5 separate regions of the Mus musculus genome follow, and regions 2, 3, 4 and 5 are each linked to region 1. The links are chromatin contacts, called in public Hi-C, Micro-C and promoter capture Hi-C maps. All regions are on one chromosome and are shown on one strand. Each heading gives the region's core, a stretch centred on a gene start, on an enhancer-like site or on the middle of the called end of the contact. The rest is flanking DNA. Distances are from core to core; before and after follow the strand shown. Region 1 holds the start of Smg1 (SMG1 homolog, phosphatidylinositol 3-kinase-related kinase (C. elegans)). Region 2 has its middle 15 kb from the start of Coq7. Region 3 holds the start of Gde1 (glycerophosphodiester phosphodiesterase 1). Region 4 holds the start of B230311B06Rik (RIKEN cDNA B230311B06 gene). Region 5 overlaps Tmc7 (transmembrane channel-like gene family 7).

Region 1 (2,700 bases), core at 32-2,531:
ATTTTGAATTACTTAAGTGATGTATACATACTTCTCTTGTGAGGCAAAACGATGGATGGCCTAAAAACTTTATGTGGAAAAGGTTTAAATACTTGCTTGATGTGTATCTCGGCTATTTTTAAAGTTGAGCCTGCAGCTAGGGAGATAGCTCAGTCATTAAAGTGCTTGCCCCGCACACACGAGAAACCACCTGAAAAAAAGCCAGAAATGGTGTCACCGTTTGTAAAGCCAGCGTTGAGGAAACAGAAGATTCGTGGGGCTCTCTGGCCAGCTAGTGAGAGAGAGACCTTGCCTCAAAATACATGGTAGCTGGAGGCTTATGAGCAACACTTGAGGTTGTTCTCTGTACTTCACATGTAAACACGCACACAAAGGAGTATATTGCGTTCACATAATGTGCCCAGTGCTTTATCGAATTCTTTCAGGAGAGTGTGGGTAACAGGCCTCTTACTACTAGAAGGAACCAGATTACAGAGCACAGTTCATGGGGCAGGAAGCAGGCGTTGTTTTTCACTTTTGGAAAATATGTACCAGGACTGCATGACATTTCAGGTAGGGGTTGAAAAGGTGTCGCTTTCACTTCCCCTTCCTCGATTTTACTATTCTGACTTTTTCCCTTAAGACGGTGGCAGGCAGGTGGACGCACGTGAGCGCCAAGGGCACATCTGTGTGCGCGCATTAGCGCTCAAGGGCACGCTCCCCCTCCTGTCCTCCATTGGACGCCTGTTCACACCTGACTGCCGGTCCTCCGAGTGTATGGGAGGGCGTGTGTGGACCCGGGGTGGAGATCCCCTCTCCCATGATGCCCCGCGACGAGTCCACATTGCTCTCTACCACCCGCAGACAGAGCTGCTGCTCAGGAGGCCCAGGGAGGTCCGCTCGGGTCCCTGCTCTCCAGTAGTTCTCGCCTTCTCCTCAAAGCCCCACCCCTTTTAGCTACGCGAACGCGGACCTCGCCTTGAAGTCTAGGCTCTCAGAACTCCAGTGCCTCTCGAGCAGGTCCCGCCTTTTGACTTTCGCCCCTCCCCTCTCCAGGTTCAGCAGCCACAGACCACGCCCCAACTAGTCCCGCCCTTCTTCTCCAGGCTTGGGGCGCGCCGGCACCGCCCCTCCTAGGTGACCCTACCCCTGTCATAAGCCCCGCCTCTAGTCCATATTCTGTGACCAATAGCCCCGCCTTTCACCCCGAGCCCCGCCCCTCTCCAGGCTCCTAGGGCGCCGGCACCGCCCCTCGCTCCCAGCATGCCGTGCGGCAGCGGCGGCGCGGCGGGCGGAGCCGGGAGGCGGGGAAGCCGTGGCCGTGTGAGCGTGAGGAGCCGCCGCCACCGCCTCCTCGCTGTCCTCGTCCTCCTGGGCCCCAGCGTCGCGGGCCGCGCGCTGCCCTGGAAGAGACGTCGCCTCGCCTGCCTCCGCCTCCCCCTCGCCGCGCCGCTCCCGCCTCCTGCTCCTGCGTTGCGGGCTCCAGCGGAACCCGGAACGGCCGTCCGCCTCCCCCGCCCTCCGCCGCCCCCTCCGCGGCTTCCTCCTCAGCCCCGGGCCAGATCGCAGTGTCGGCGGCGGCCGGTTCAGGCGGCGACTCGCGCTTCTTCGGGCGGCGGCGCTTGGCCATGTCGTGTCGGGGAAGGTAATGAGCCGCAGAGCCCCGGGGTCTCGGCTGAGCAGCGGCGGCGGCGGCACCAAGTACCCGCGGAGCTGGAATGACTGGCAACCCAGGTGGGTGACCGCGTCGAGCCTCGCCTGGAGCTGGCCGAGGCCTAGGCCCGCGGGACTGGGAGGCGCGGCCTAGGCCCGCGGTCCCTGGAGCCGGGCGCGGCTTCCTGGGTGTCCTCCGGGCCTGGTCCGGCAGGAAAGCTGCGGGCAGCGGAGGCCTCTGTGCCCGGCTGGCCGCCTCAGCCGGATGGCTGGAGCAGTGGCTCTGAGCTTGGGTGGAGGAGGACGTTCCACTGCCGTCTAACTCCAAGTTGAGATTTGAGGTCCAGGAACCCTCCCTGTTACCTATTAACTTCCTCGGCTCCGCGTCCAGTCCTCATGCCAAAGACCACCTTAACTCTGCGTCCTTCTGGACTCCCACGTGTTAATTAATGTATTTTAAAAGCTGAGAACTCTACCGAGGTCTTCCTCTGACTTTAGACAGGATGTTAGTCGACCAAAAGATGAGATTATGGGACTGTGAATGAAATCGACACAATCAGGCACTGGGGCATTTTAAGTTTTCCCCAACTGCAGAAATAGTTTTTCTGGAAACAGTAATTTCCCAGGGCGCTTTGGAGTGAATTTGTATTCTCAGGAGTAGAGAAATTTCGTTTTGCATGAAGGAATTGGAGTCTGGTTGGATTTAAAATATTAAGAGAAAAATACGAAAGAAAAACTATTTCTAGTCAGTTCTTTCTGATTATGGACTGGTTATACTTAATGTAGGTTCCCATTCTTTGCTGAGTAAAGGCTTCAAGTATTCAGAGACTACTTGAGCTTTAACAGTGCCTAGGACTTCCTAAATGTATAAAACCTGTCTTTCAGTAGAAGTTGATGTATTCTTTGAAGTACACTCCGTTGTTCAGAATGGCCACGTGAATGGAAAGCGTACACTTTTTGGTGTTGGTCTTGCTTTCTAGTAGATCCTCCTAATTTCAGAACAGCTTGGAAGTGGAGTATTTTAGAAGTTAGTGTGTTACATTTTAAGAGTTGGTAGAGAAATTAAAA
Region 2 (2,700 bases), core at 59-2,558, 280 kb before region 1:
GGGGTCAGTGCATGGAGAGAGGCAAAAGGTCACAGGTAGCTGTCTTTCTCTGCCACTCTCTCTCTGCCTTATTGTTTGAGACAGGTCTCTCAGTGAACCTGGAGCCGATGGATTCAGTGGGCTGGCAGGCCATATGCCTCCAAGGGTCCTCTGGTCTCTACGTCTCCAGTGGTGGGCAGAGGTTCCGAGAGTATCTTCTGATTGTGGCATAGTCAGTACTATGGCCCTCCCCATAGCAACACTCTTGAGCCAGATGCCCCAGCCACATGAAGGGTGTGACAGTCAGCTCCTGTGTGTTTAGCCTCCCCTTCAAAATGAAGGGCTGGTGCTTGATGCTTCTGAGAGCTTCCAGAGAGGTTCCGACTCCTCCTCCCGTCGTCGCAGCATGTCCTCACATGGCCACAGTGTTTCCTTGTCTCCCCTTTCCTTACCACTCTGACCTTTCAGGGAAATACGATTTAAAGTTGGACAGAACCCAGGGCTGATGCCAGGATGATGAACGGGCAGTCTCTGCAAGCACTGTGTTTCCACAGGCAGCTGACCTGGGTTTCTCTTCATGCCCACCCTCCCTCCCTACAATGGTACCAACCAGAGAGCAGGGGGCAAATACAATTTGAGGCTGCCCCTCCACCCCCAGTCAGAATCTACATCCTGGCCAAGTGTGGCTGCCAGGACCCCCACAGGTTCCTTGGTAGTTTCTGTTTGGTAGTGCCTACCATCCCTGGTTAATGGTTACATCTGGAGAGACTTTTCTCCGTGGTGTGCCACTTGTAAATTGCCATTAGGTTCCTTGGTTGACTTGGCTAGACTTGGGTGGAATGATTGTGTGGATGTGGCTGGAGACAGACATGGTAACTAACGGCTCACTACGAATCTGTTTCTCTATTGCCTGGCTCTGTTGCTTCAGGGGACCACTTGAACTTGTAGCTCAAGGTGGGATTTTTATTGGTGACTACTGGTTGCAGCTCTGGGCCTTGCTGCAGAAGATCGGGAACGATGGAACTACTTGTCCAGTCCCCATGGTGCAAGAGTTGAACTCTGTTGGGGACCACACTCTCTTTGAGCCTCACCCCAGGACCTTGCAAACACCTGTATAACCCAGCTTGAACCTTGATTTTGGGAAAGGGAGCACGCCAATCCTACTCAGGGAAAGCGAGTAAACACATAAAGCCGGCCATTTACAGCAGGTCTTCAGTGCTCCCCAGGGCTGTCTGCAGCTCCAGGGTCCTTTGTCACAGGACCACGCCTGGACGCCTCCCGAGGAACGGCCCACGACTCCGGTGGCCTCCAGAGGGCGCGCGCGAACCGAGCGGAGCCCGAGGCGGGAGTGTGGCCGCCTGCAGGCAGTCTCAGCTGGCTTGGGTGAAGGCACCTGGGAGAGGCAGAGAACTGCCACAAGGTGGTAACTTGGCCCTGGCAATGCCACCCTTGGATCTCTGCTGCAAAAGGAGAGCATCCCCAAATGTCACACCTGAGCATTGCCTTGGGAGGGTGAGCTGGAGGGCTCCTGGTGGCAATGCTCACATAGCTTCAGTGTCCTTGTCCTGATGGATTCATTTGCTTTCTCAGAAAAAGGGAGAGAGATGAGAATATGGGAGGGAGCAGCCAGTCAGTCCCTCCCTGTCCAGGGTTTCCTTGCGAGGTGCCAGCAGCCAGCGCCAGGCAGCACCTGATAGATCCTGCTCTTCCTGCACAGCCCCAACTCTCACCTGGGGCCATCCCCTGAATTCCTTTTCTTTTCTTTTCTTTTCTTTTCTTTTCTTTTCTTTTCTTTTCTTTTCTTTTCTTTCTTTCTTTTTTTTTTTTTTTTTTTTTCCTCTTCTGTGTTTGTTTCTGTTTTGGTTTGGTTTTGAGATTTTCTCCGTTCTTCATGCAGCTTTCTCTCTTAGGTACTTTCTTTGCTGTGATGATAAAAATACCCAGACATAAGCAACATATGGGAGAAAGGACTCGTTTTTGGTTCATATAGTTTTCTTGATATAGTCCCTCATGGTCGGGGAGGTCTGGCAGTGGGAGCTGGAGGAGCCTGGCTGGTCCCATTGCACCTTCTGGTGCTGGCAAGAACAGAGCTGCTGCCCACTGCTGCTTACTGCCCACTGCTGCTCACTGCTGCTCACTGCTGCCCACTGCTGCTCACTGCTCACTGCTGCTCACTGCCCACTGCTGCTCACTGCTGCTCACTGCTGCTCACTGCTGCCCACTGTTGCTCACTGCTGCTCACTGCCCACTGCTGCTCACTCTCCTTACTCAGTGCAGGAGGACTCCAATCCATGGACCAGACAATCAGGAAGGCTCCCTCGTAAGCATGCCCAGAGGCTAACCCAATCTAGAAACTCCCTCAACCATACAAGCATGCCTAGAGCCTTGTCTCCTCCGTGATTCTGGAAGCTATTGACAATCAATATTAACTGTCACATCTACATATAAAAGTCTATTTCTCTTCCTAGGGATTACACAGAACATTCACAGGCTTCATCTTTGGCTTTTGATTTTATTTTTTAACTGAGCCGGCATATCAGAATCAACAGGCAAACTCTACAGACTCTACTCTACCTACTGAAGCAGAGACTCCCAGGTCAGGCCTAGGGGCTGTATATCTTTTAAACCCCACATGGGAGCTCAGAAGTGCAGGCCATATTGAGAAGTAAGTTAATTCCAGGACTGCTGCAGGCTGCCCTCCATGGACGTATTCCCTCTGTC
Region 3 (2,700 bases), core at 187-2,686, 460 kb before region 1:
TGGTACCACATCTTGCCTGTCCTCTTCTCTCTCTCTCTCTCTCTCTCTCTCTCTCTCTCTCTCTTAATAAAATGTTATATACCATGCCCACAGTGGCCAGAGAAGGGTGTTAGAGCCTCTGGAATTAAATGAGTTACCATATGTAGGCTGGGGATTGAACTCAGTTCCTCTGGAAGAGCAGCCAGTACTCCCAATCATTGAGTCAGCTCTCCAGCCCAATAAATGAGATTTAAGGTGGCTTTCTGGGCACACTGAGAAGAGCCACAATCCTTAAGATAAAACCATGATTCACAAAGGTCCCACAAGGAGGTGAACGCATCTTTACTGTCAACGAGATTCCTAGCAAATTGCAGGCTTGCAGATGGAAAAGGAGAAAAGCCATATATTAGACCTTTAGATTTGTTGCTATTTGAACATTCTAACTTGAAGCATCTCCATATAAAAGGAATGTGGGCTACCCATGCAGGAATTCTTGATGCTTAAAGTCAAGAGGCTTTAACCACACTTCTAGTAAGAGCTCTTTTTCCTTCCCACGGTCCCTTAATTTTCCTTGTCTTGTTATCGTGCTCAATACTACTTCCCGCAAGGGGAAGGTACTTTCACTAAATGCAGACATGTGTCCTGGTGGAAACAGCCCTTGCAAGAATGAAGATATTCCAAAGAGACATTTGTAAGTCACCCTTCTTGATATTATTTTGAGGCATGGACCGCAGGAAATTGGAATTTCCTTAGGAGTCTGATTTTGAGAGAAGGAAAGGGCTTAGAGCCTGTGTCCAGCCTGGAAAAAAATGTATCTTTTCTGTAAGTTCAAAGGGTTCTGAAGGTCCCGGACCTTTCTGAACAGACTGGAACTAAGTGGTCAATGATGGGCGGGGCTTCTTAGCCAAGCATGCCTCTTGCCCTCTATTTAAACCTAAACCTCCCGTCAGAACCCTGAAAACGGACTTGTGGGTGTGCTTTACTAGATTTCTTCCCGGTGTGTCCATTTCTCTGCTTTTTACTTTTTTTTTTGTTTGGTTCATGGAGCGTAACTTATTACAGCTCCAGGGTAAGCCTGGCTCATTACAGGCCCTGTCTCTGACCCAGAAGAACTCTGGAAACACTACTGGCACATTTTGAATAAGCAGGTTAAACATCCTGTTCCTTTTAAAGTCAAAGCCTTTAGTTTCCTCGAGGTCAGATACAAGGTCACTAAGAAACTTTGACCGTGTCACCCTCCTTCCACTAAGTCTGAAGGACAGGGTCTAAGTCTTGTCCTCACTTTACATAACCCGAAGCGCCCTTGGAACCCAGGCCTGGGGCAAGGGCCTGCTCCTGTTGCCATGACAGCGGTTCCGGCCCCCCAACGCCGAAGCTCCGGGACTCTGATTGGCTGGAGGGCGGGCTCTTTCTCGAGATGGGTCCGTCGGCGCCATTGTGCAGCGCTGCTCCCAGCGGAGGGTTCCGGCTGTGGCCAGTACCTCGGCGTCTACGCGTCGCCCGGCAGGTCCGGGGCTCCGGTCCGTGCCGGTGCAGGCGCCGGCATGTGGCTGTGGGAGGACCAGGGCGGCCTCCTGGGCCCCTTCTCCTTCGTGCTGGTGCTGCTGCTGGTGGTGACACGCAGCCCCTTCAACGCCTGCGTGCTCACCGGCAGCCTCTACATCCTGCTGCGGTTCTTCAGCTTCGAGCCGGTGCCGTCCCGCCGGGCCCTGCAGGTGCTCAAGCCCCGTGACCGCGTGTCCGCCATCGCCCATCGCGGCGGCAGCCACGACGCGCCCGAGAACACGCTGGCGGCCATCCGGCAGGTGAGCCCCGCGCACGCCTCGGGCCTGCTCCGCCGCTGACATCTCTTCTTCTCCTCCCGGCTCCGCATCCCTCCCCACTTCAGCTATTTCTAGAATTCCGCGGGTAATTGTAAGACTTGGTATGTGCCAGACGCTGGGATGGCAGCCAGGCACGACTCCTTTGACAGGGCTTTCATCTGGGTTGGGAGAGATAACATATGAGGCTACTTTAGGGTGGGGCAGTGCATTATGTAGCAGTAGTTTTCTATGAACTAGATATTTGTGAACTGTGAACTAGAATTACAAGGTTGGAATCAGTGGGAAGTGTTCCAGGATGCCGATGGCAAGTGCAAAGGGCCTGAGGTGAGGTTTATGTTGGAGTGGTAAGGTAGCAACACAACACAACAGGCTTATATGTGGTGCTGGCTTCGAGGAGCAGAACAAACTCTAGTGTATGGATGAATTAAGATATGAACTAGGTCAAATGGGTTCTTGTTAGTAAATGGGATTTCTCTCTTTTTTTCGAGACAGGGTTTCTCTGTAGTCCACTCCTTGAACTTATCAGACTGGCCTCAACTCAGATCCACCTGCCTGGTGGGGTTAAAGTGCTGGGACTAAAGACACCCACCACCACCAACTAGCAAGATATTCTTAATCACCCTTATCACAGGGTGTATTTCTGTCCTCTGTATTACTTGGATATTATCTTTATGGCCTCTTTCCAAATACACCTTCATCATAGTCGTCAACCCTGGCAGCCAGACTCCTCTGTCAATATTTGCTTCCCCTTTCCATAAGGCACCCAGGAGAATTTTAATAGCCCTTTGCCCTTGGAAGCCTTCTGTTTTCAGATTAATGTCAGCTTGTATGGCAAGAGCATTTCAGTGGATTATGGACTTCAGTGCACTACAGTCAGCCTTCATACGTGTTGGCCTTG
Region 4 (2,700 bases), core at 182-2,681, 350 kb before region 1:
TTTACATATAACTCTGAGCTCAGTGCCCTGCCTCTGCCTCTTAGATCTGAGCTGAACAGAGATGACTAAGATTCTTTGTGTAGCCTAACTGTAAGGCTCCTAACCAACTCCAGAGCCTGCCTGTATTCTCCCCTGTGAACTCTAGTGTTGCCAGAGAGCCTTGCACAGTCATTTAGGAAGAAGGAGCCCTAATACCTGCTGCCCCTCACTGAGTGGGCCTCCTTCCTAGATGGTATCTGTCACCTGATCTATCTGCAGTGACAGTTTCATCAGCTCAGCCTAGATAGAAACCTCCTTAACTCCCTGTGGTGGCTAGTCGCCACAGTCGTCCTGATTGGAGTTCGAATCACCTCATGATTAATGAGACATTCCATCCTGCTGTGTGTGTGACAGATTGCTCACAGTTAGATACTGCAGGTTCTGACCTTGTATTTTGATGAATTCCCATCTAGATGGCACCCCTGGGAGGAAGCAGGGGTGGACGCGAGATGCTCTGCCCTCACCTCTTTCTTGCTACCATCCCTCTCTCTGCTTCTTGGCCAGCATGATAGAAGTTGGACCAACGCCTCTGAAATCTGGAATAAACTAAGTCCTCCCTCCTCCAATCTGCTCAGAGCAACTTAACTAATACAGCTCTAATATTCTGTCCTGGTAATTTCCTATCAGCAACCTCCAGCCTGCTCCTTGGTTATAGCTCCCAGATACCCAGGTCACATTAGGAGTCAAACCCACACCTCTCCCTGTCTGCACAATCCAGGTCCAGCTAATGCTTTTTTTAAACAGAGGAACAGATACCACTGATATAGGAAGAGAGTCAGGTTTGGTCATGCAGACCCATGATCCCTGAACTCTGGTGGCTTGAAGCAGGAATATTTTAAGTTTAAAGCCTGCCTGGGTTACCTAGCAAGCTCTTATCTAAAAGAGGAAAGAAGGAAAGGGGAGAAAATAGATGAGAGAGCAGAAGCACAGAGAGGCTTAGTAACAAGCCTTGGATCGCACAGCCAGTGAGTGAAGAACCATTTGCTGATCCAAGGCTGTCTCATTTTTCACTCTCTCTCTCTCTGGAAATGACAGCTTACCATGAGAAAGTTGGAATGATGACATACCAGAACAGCATGGTCCTCCCAAAAGGAGCCCTTGGAGCTCAACAGCCTTATAACAAATACCCACGAGGGCAGCTGCTGAGTGTGTGTGCTGGTGTCCTGCTGTCTGTCTGCAACAATAGCCAAAGGGAACTTTCCCTTCCCCCACTCACAGCGTTCTGGGCAGCAGCGTCTAGGCCATGAGCCACCTCAGAGAAACTTTGGCTCTCATCAGGATTCATCTCCTGCCTCGGAGATTTCAGCCAAGTCCTCCCTAGAGACAGAGAGTAGTCAGAACTCAGAGCAGGACAGTGTAGCAGGGCTGATGGGAATGGGTACAGGCGGAAGTCATTACCTCCGTAGGAGGGAAATGTTTTCCAGATGGACCGGAAGTACATCTGTGGGGGACCTTGGGAAGTGAGGAGGCCAGAGTGTGGAAGAGAGGAGGGACACTCCTTCTGTCTGTCCTGAGGAATCATGGTGGACACCCCATAGTAAAAGGCCACTTACCATGAGAAAAGTATGCCAGCTTACTCTACCAAATTCTGCTATATGGAAGAGTCCAGTGCTCCGTTAGGCTCAAGTACACACTGTGAAAGTGACAGAGGCACAGAAAGCCCACCAGAGAGCACTCACCCAGCACACGAGGAGGCACCAGGTTTCATTAGGGTTGGTGGTGTGAGTTCCTGCCAAAGCACTGCCTGGGAGGCTGAGGCAGGGGAATCTAGCTTGAGGCAAGGATAAACTGCATAATGAGATCTGTCTCAAAACAAAAAGAGCCAGGAATACAGCTTCATTAGTAATTTATCCAGCATGAAAGAATCCTGGGGTTTGAGCCCCACACTCATAAAACAGAATGGCAGTGTACACCTGCAACCCCAGCACTTAGGAAGCAGAGGCAGGTAGGTTAGAAGTTCAAGATCATTCATAGTGGATTTGATGGGATGGATACATGGGATGCATGAGACTCTGACTCCTTCCCTTTCCACTTCTCAAAAACAAAACAAAACAAACACGCCAGTTGTTATAAAAAGATTATTAAGAAAAAAAGGGTATAAGAATATGTTTTATGGGGGGTGTGGTGAGGTATGGGGAAGGGGACGCCTTGACAGGCTCATGCCAAGGCATCCCTTCTCCTTGAGGGACCAGCCACATGATGGTATAGTGTAGAATAGAGTTTATTTAGGGCATGGGGAGGAGAGTCAAGAGGGTAGTAGAGACAGAGAGAGACACAGAGAGAGAGAGAGAGAGAGAGAGAGAGTATAGAAGTAGAGGCTGGCCATGGCCACGTGGGGAAATGGAGGAAGGGAATGCAGAGAGAGGGAGAGCAAGAGGCAAGAGAAGAGAGACAAGAGAGAGGGGAGGGGGCAAGCAGCCCCTTTTATAGTGGGCCAGGCCTACCTGGCTTTTGCCAGCTAACTGTGGGGGGTGGAGTCCCGACAGAATTCCAATACCAGTAAAATGAATGAATGAGTAATAGTTATTGAGCAATCTCTGAGAGAAAGAGTCTCCCCTCCTCCATCCATTAATTCCCACAAGCCTAATGAACTTCTTGGTGATCTGCCATGACCACAGACCATTCCTACCATGGGACTTACGTTCTGTTGTACTGGGGTAG
Region 5 (2,700 bases), core at 169-2,668, 310 kb before region 1:
TACACTGACAGCGCTTTGGAGTCCTGAGTGGTGCTCTGTGGTGCAGGTGGAGAGACAGAAGGATTGTCAGGCGAGCCTAGGCTACACAGTGAGAGGCAATGCCAGCGTTGACAGTGAACAGAGGAAAGGGGTTGCAGTCCTCTGCTCACCTAGACCTTCCACTAGAGTTCAGGAAGTACTACCCCCTGCTGCCTTTCCTGCTCTCTGCTGCCTTTGTTGCCTTGCATTTGTGGTTGTCTGCTGATGGACATTCATCTGGTGAACTCTCTGGGGAAAATCTCAATTCTGAACAGGTCTGAGGTCGCAGACGCTTTTGGTTCCAGGCATTTCAGATAGAATGCATTTAGCGTACAGATTAAACCATCTTCCTGGAAGTTGCTAGTACTAAAATGCCACGCCATAGAACTTGCTGCTTTTCTGAATAGACAAGTAAAAGGCCTGGAATCTGTCCATTTCATTTAATATTGTGGGGAGGCTGGAGGTGTTTTTATGTTTCCAAAGTCAATGTTTTCTTCAGAACAGCTCTGGTGGTTGGGTGCACAGTCAAATGCCAGATATGTACTTGAGAAAATGGAAGCTCGCAAAGGAGAAGAACTCAGCAGCTTGCCTGAAGTCATTGTTACTGAAAGCAAGACTTGACTGATCATAATGGTGCATGCCTTTGTTCCTAGCACAAGAGGCAGAGCAGGTGGATTTCTGTGAGTTCTTGGCCCGCTTGGTCTACAATCAGGCATGCATAGTGATGCCCTGTCTCATTAAAAAAGAAGAAATGAAGGAAGGAAGGAAGGAAGGAAGGAAGGAAGAAAGGGAAAGGAAAGGAAAGGAAAGGAAAAGAAAAGAAAAGAAAAGAAAAGAAAAGAAAGAGAAAAGAAAGAGAAAAAGAAAAAGAAATTGTGGAACCAAGCTCGGAGCTGCCATCTTCCTTATTCCTCTCCATCTCCTCCTCCTTTTTGGTTTCTCAAGACAGGAGTTCACTGAGTAGCCCCATTTCTTTCATTGCATCCCCCAAAGCACCATGTGTTAGTATGTTTTGCAGGACAGTTAGTGGCACATGATCACAGATGTGCAACCCAGGAAGCGTGCTTAAGCAACCCTGTCCAAAAGAACTTCCTACAGTGTTCTGGAGAGCAGCCTGAGTCTGTCGGTCCCATGAGGGAGCCATGGGCTCCTGAGCTCTTGAGATGTGGCCTCTGTGACTGAGGAATGGGCTTTATTTCTTGCTATTGTTGTCACTTCACACTGAAATAGGCCCAACAGGAAGAAAGAGGGCCAGAGGTAAGATGACAAGCTTGGCTTCTGAAAACAGGCTCCTTTAGAAGTCAGGAAATTTACCTTCTAGGCTCTCTTGCCCTCTGACTCTGTTTCTTAGTTAGGGTTTTACTGCTGTAATGAGACACCTTGACCACAGCAACTCTATGAAGAAAAACATTTCAATGGGGCTGGTTTACAGGTTCAGAGGTTCAGTCTATTTTCATCGAGGACTTTGTCATCTTTTTGTTTATTTTTAAACAGAATTTTGCTTTTTGGCTCAGGCAGACCTTAAACTTCCCAGCATTTTTGTGTGTTTACCTCTAATGCTTAGATCCCTGATCCACTTTAAGCTGATGTTTATATGATTTGGCTCTCTGTGTGTCTATTGTTTGTTGAGAAGACATGTTTTCCCCTCTACTAAAAACCTGCTGGCTGGAGATACATAGGTGCTTTGTTCTGTTTTTCTGCTATGTGTATCTGGTTTTGTTATTTGCTTTTGTTTTAGACAGGGTCTCACTATGTAGACAAGGCTGGCCCTGAACTCACAGAAATCTACCTACCTCTTTCCCAAGTGATGGAATTAAAGGCCAATATGTCTGGCTTCTGGGCCTGTTTTATGCCTGCACTGGATGATCTTGAGTTTGCTTTGCAGTAAGCCCAGGAGACAAGACTTCCAACTTTACTCCTTTTTGTCAAGGTTGCTTTGGCCACTGACTCCCTTGCAGCTACATCTAAACTTTAAGACCAGCCTGTTGTTTCTAATGAGGCCAGCTGGGGCTCTGATTGGGACCGTGCTGGTTCTGTAGACCAATTTGTGGAGTGTTGATGTGGAAGTACTAGGCCAAAAGCACCTCTCCATTAATTTATTTTTCATTGGTTCTTTTGTTTGTTTGTTTTGTTATTTTGAGATAATGTCTCATGTAGCCCAGGCTGGCACCAACTAGTTATGTGTCTCAAAGGATGATTTTAACTTTCCAATCCATCTGCTTCTACCACCAGAGTGCTATGATTACAGGCGTCTGCCCCCATGCCTCGTTTAAGCTTGTGTATAATGGCCCTGTAACACTCTACAACTACAGCCCCAGCCCATGTTTATTTCAACTATGGATCATAGTTTTTAGAATATACTATTTATACTTGTGTTAAACATATTCTTAACTTTTCTTTTTGACATTATGACCTAGATTTCTTTTCACTTTAAGTTAAATATGATTTACCAGCTAGCTTTAAAAAAATTATTTAATTTTTGTTATGTGTATATGGATGTGTCTGTGTTAGGAGTATGTGCACATGAGACAGTTCCCTTTGTAGGCCAGAAGAGAGGGCATCAGGTCCCCCAGAGCTGGAGTTAGAGGAGGTTGGGAACCCTCGGTTTGTGGGTGCTAGAAACCAAACTTGGGTCCTCTGCAAGAGTATACATATTTCCAGCACTTAACAGTTATTTTGATG

Evidence for each region. Promoter capture Hi-C pulls out the DNA fragments that hold promoters and counts their contacts. A called contact is a pair of places that touch in the nucleus more often than the background predicts.
Region 2: a Hi-C map of cerebral cortex shows a contact between it and region 1, with 2.9 times the contacts expected there. The contact joins the enhancer-like site here to the promoter of Smg1 in region 1. A contact is called at or near these places in 9 of 39 promoter capture datasets (the C10 cell line, cranial neural crest, hematopoietic stem and progenitor cells and 4 more), 4 of 484 Hi-C or Micro-C datasets (cerebral cortex, erythroblasts, nephron progenitors and 1 more), 2 of 115 datasets of contacts at active chromatin or transcription factors (embryonic forebrain and pancreatic cancer cells) and 3 of 9 other capture datasets (adipose tissue, liver and pancreatic islet).
Region 3: a contact with region 1 is called in a Micro-C map of embryonic stem cells, with 3 times the contacts expected there. The contact joins the promoter of Gde1 here to the promoter of Smg1 in region 1. A contact is called at or near these places in 18 of 39 promoter capture datasets (the 3T3-L1 cell line, 3T3-L1-derived adipocytes, the C10 cell line and 11 more), 9 of 484 Hi-C or Micro-C datasets (B cells, CD8 T cells, LSK cells and 4 more), 6 of 115 datasets of contacts at active chromatin or transcription factors (the SCID.adh cell line, astrocytes, extraembryonic endoderm stem cells and 3 more) and 3 of 9 other capture datasets (adipose tissue, liver and pancreatic islet).
Region 4: a Micro-C map of embryonic stem cells shows a contact between it and region 1, with 4 times the contacts expected there. The contact joins the promoter of B230311B06Rik here to the promoter of Smg1 in region 1. A contact is called at or near these places in 4 of 39 promoter capture datasets (the C10 cell line, cranial neural crest, hippocampal neurons and 1 more), 2 of 484 Hi-C or Micro-C datasets (both in embryonic stem cells), 4 of 115 datasets of contacts at active chromatin or transcription factors (embryonic stem cells, fibro-adipogenic progenitors, microglia and 1 more) and 1 of 9 other capture datasets (pancreatic islet).
Region 5: a contact with region 1 is called in a promoter capture Hi-C map of liver. The contact joins the enhancer-like site here to the promoter of Smg1 in region 1. A contact is called at or near these places in 4 of 39 promoter capture datasets (the C10 cell line, cranial neural crest, hippocampal neurons and 1 more), 1 of 115 datasets of contacts at active chromatin or transcription factors (embryonic stem cells) and 2 of 9 other capture datasets (adipose tissue and liver).

The regions. Positions count from the first base shown.
Region 1 is chr7:118,242,218-118,244,917 of GRCm38.p6, reverse strand. It overlaps Smg1 (SMG1 homolog, phosphatidylinositol 3-kinase-related kinase (C. elegans)), which reads left to right and starts at 1,281. Exons shown (of 63, transcript NM_001031814.1): 1 at 1,281-1,713. The coding sequence starts at 1,628. 4930583K01Rik (RIKEN cDNA 4930583K01 gene) reads right to left here and starts at 1,011. Exons shown (of 2, transcript NR_027879.1): 1 at 953-1,011; 2 at 1-190.
Region 2 is chr7:118,517,494-118,520,193 of GRCm38.p6, reverse strand. It overlaps a transcript of Coq7 not described here. Among named protein-coding and RNA genes, the nearest start is that of Coq7, 15 kb to the left of the region's middle. Within about 2 kb of position 1,308, at least 36 of the 459 cell types and tissues checked have an H3K27ac peak or open chromatin away from gene starts, as enhancers often do. A contact at or near this core is called in cerebral cortex and pancreatic cancer cells, where this site is marked.
Region 3 is chr7:118,704,474-118,707,173 of GRCm38.p6, reverse strand. Gde1 (glycerophosphodiester phosphodiesterase 1) reads left to right here and starts at 1,436. Exons shown (of 6, transcript NM_019580.4): 1 at 1,436-1,784. The coding sequence starts at 1,524.
Region 4 is chr7:118,591,016-118,593,715 of GRCm38.p6, reverse strand. B230311B06Rik (RIKEN cDNA B230311B06 gene) reads right to left here and starts at 1,431. Exons shown (of 2, transcript NR_169121.1): 1 at 1,256-1,431.
Region 5 is chr7:118,556,124-118,558,823 of GRCm38.p6, reverse strand. The region is part of intron 5 of Tmc7 (transmembrane channel-like gene family 7); the gene reads left to right. Among named protein-coding and RNA genes, the nearest start is that of Coq7, 24 kb to the right of the region's middle. Within about 2 kb of position 1,418, at least 20 of the 459 cell types and tissues checked have an H3K27ac peak or open chromatin away from gene starts, as enhancers often do. A contact at or near this core is called in liver, where this site is marked.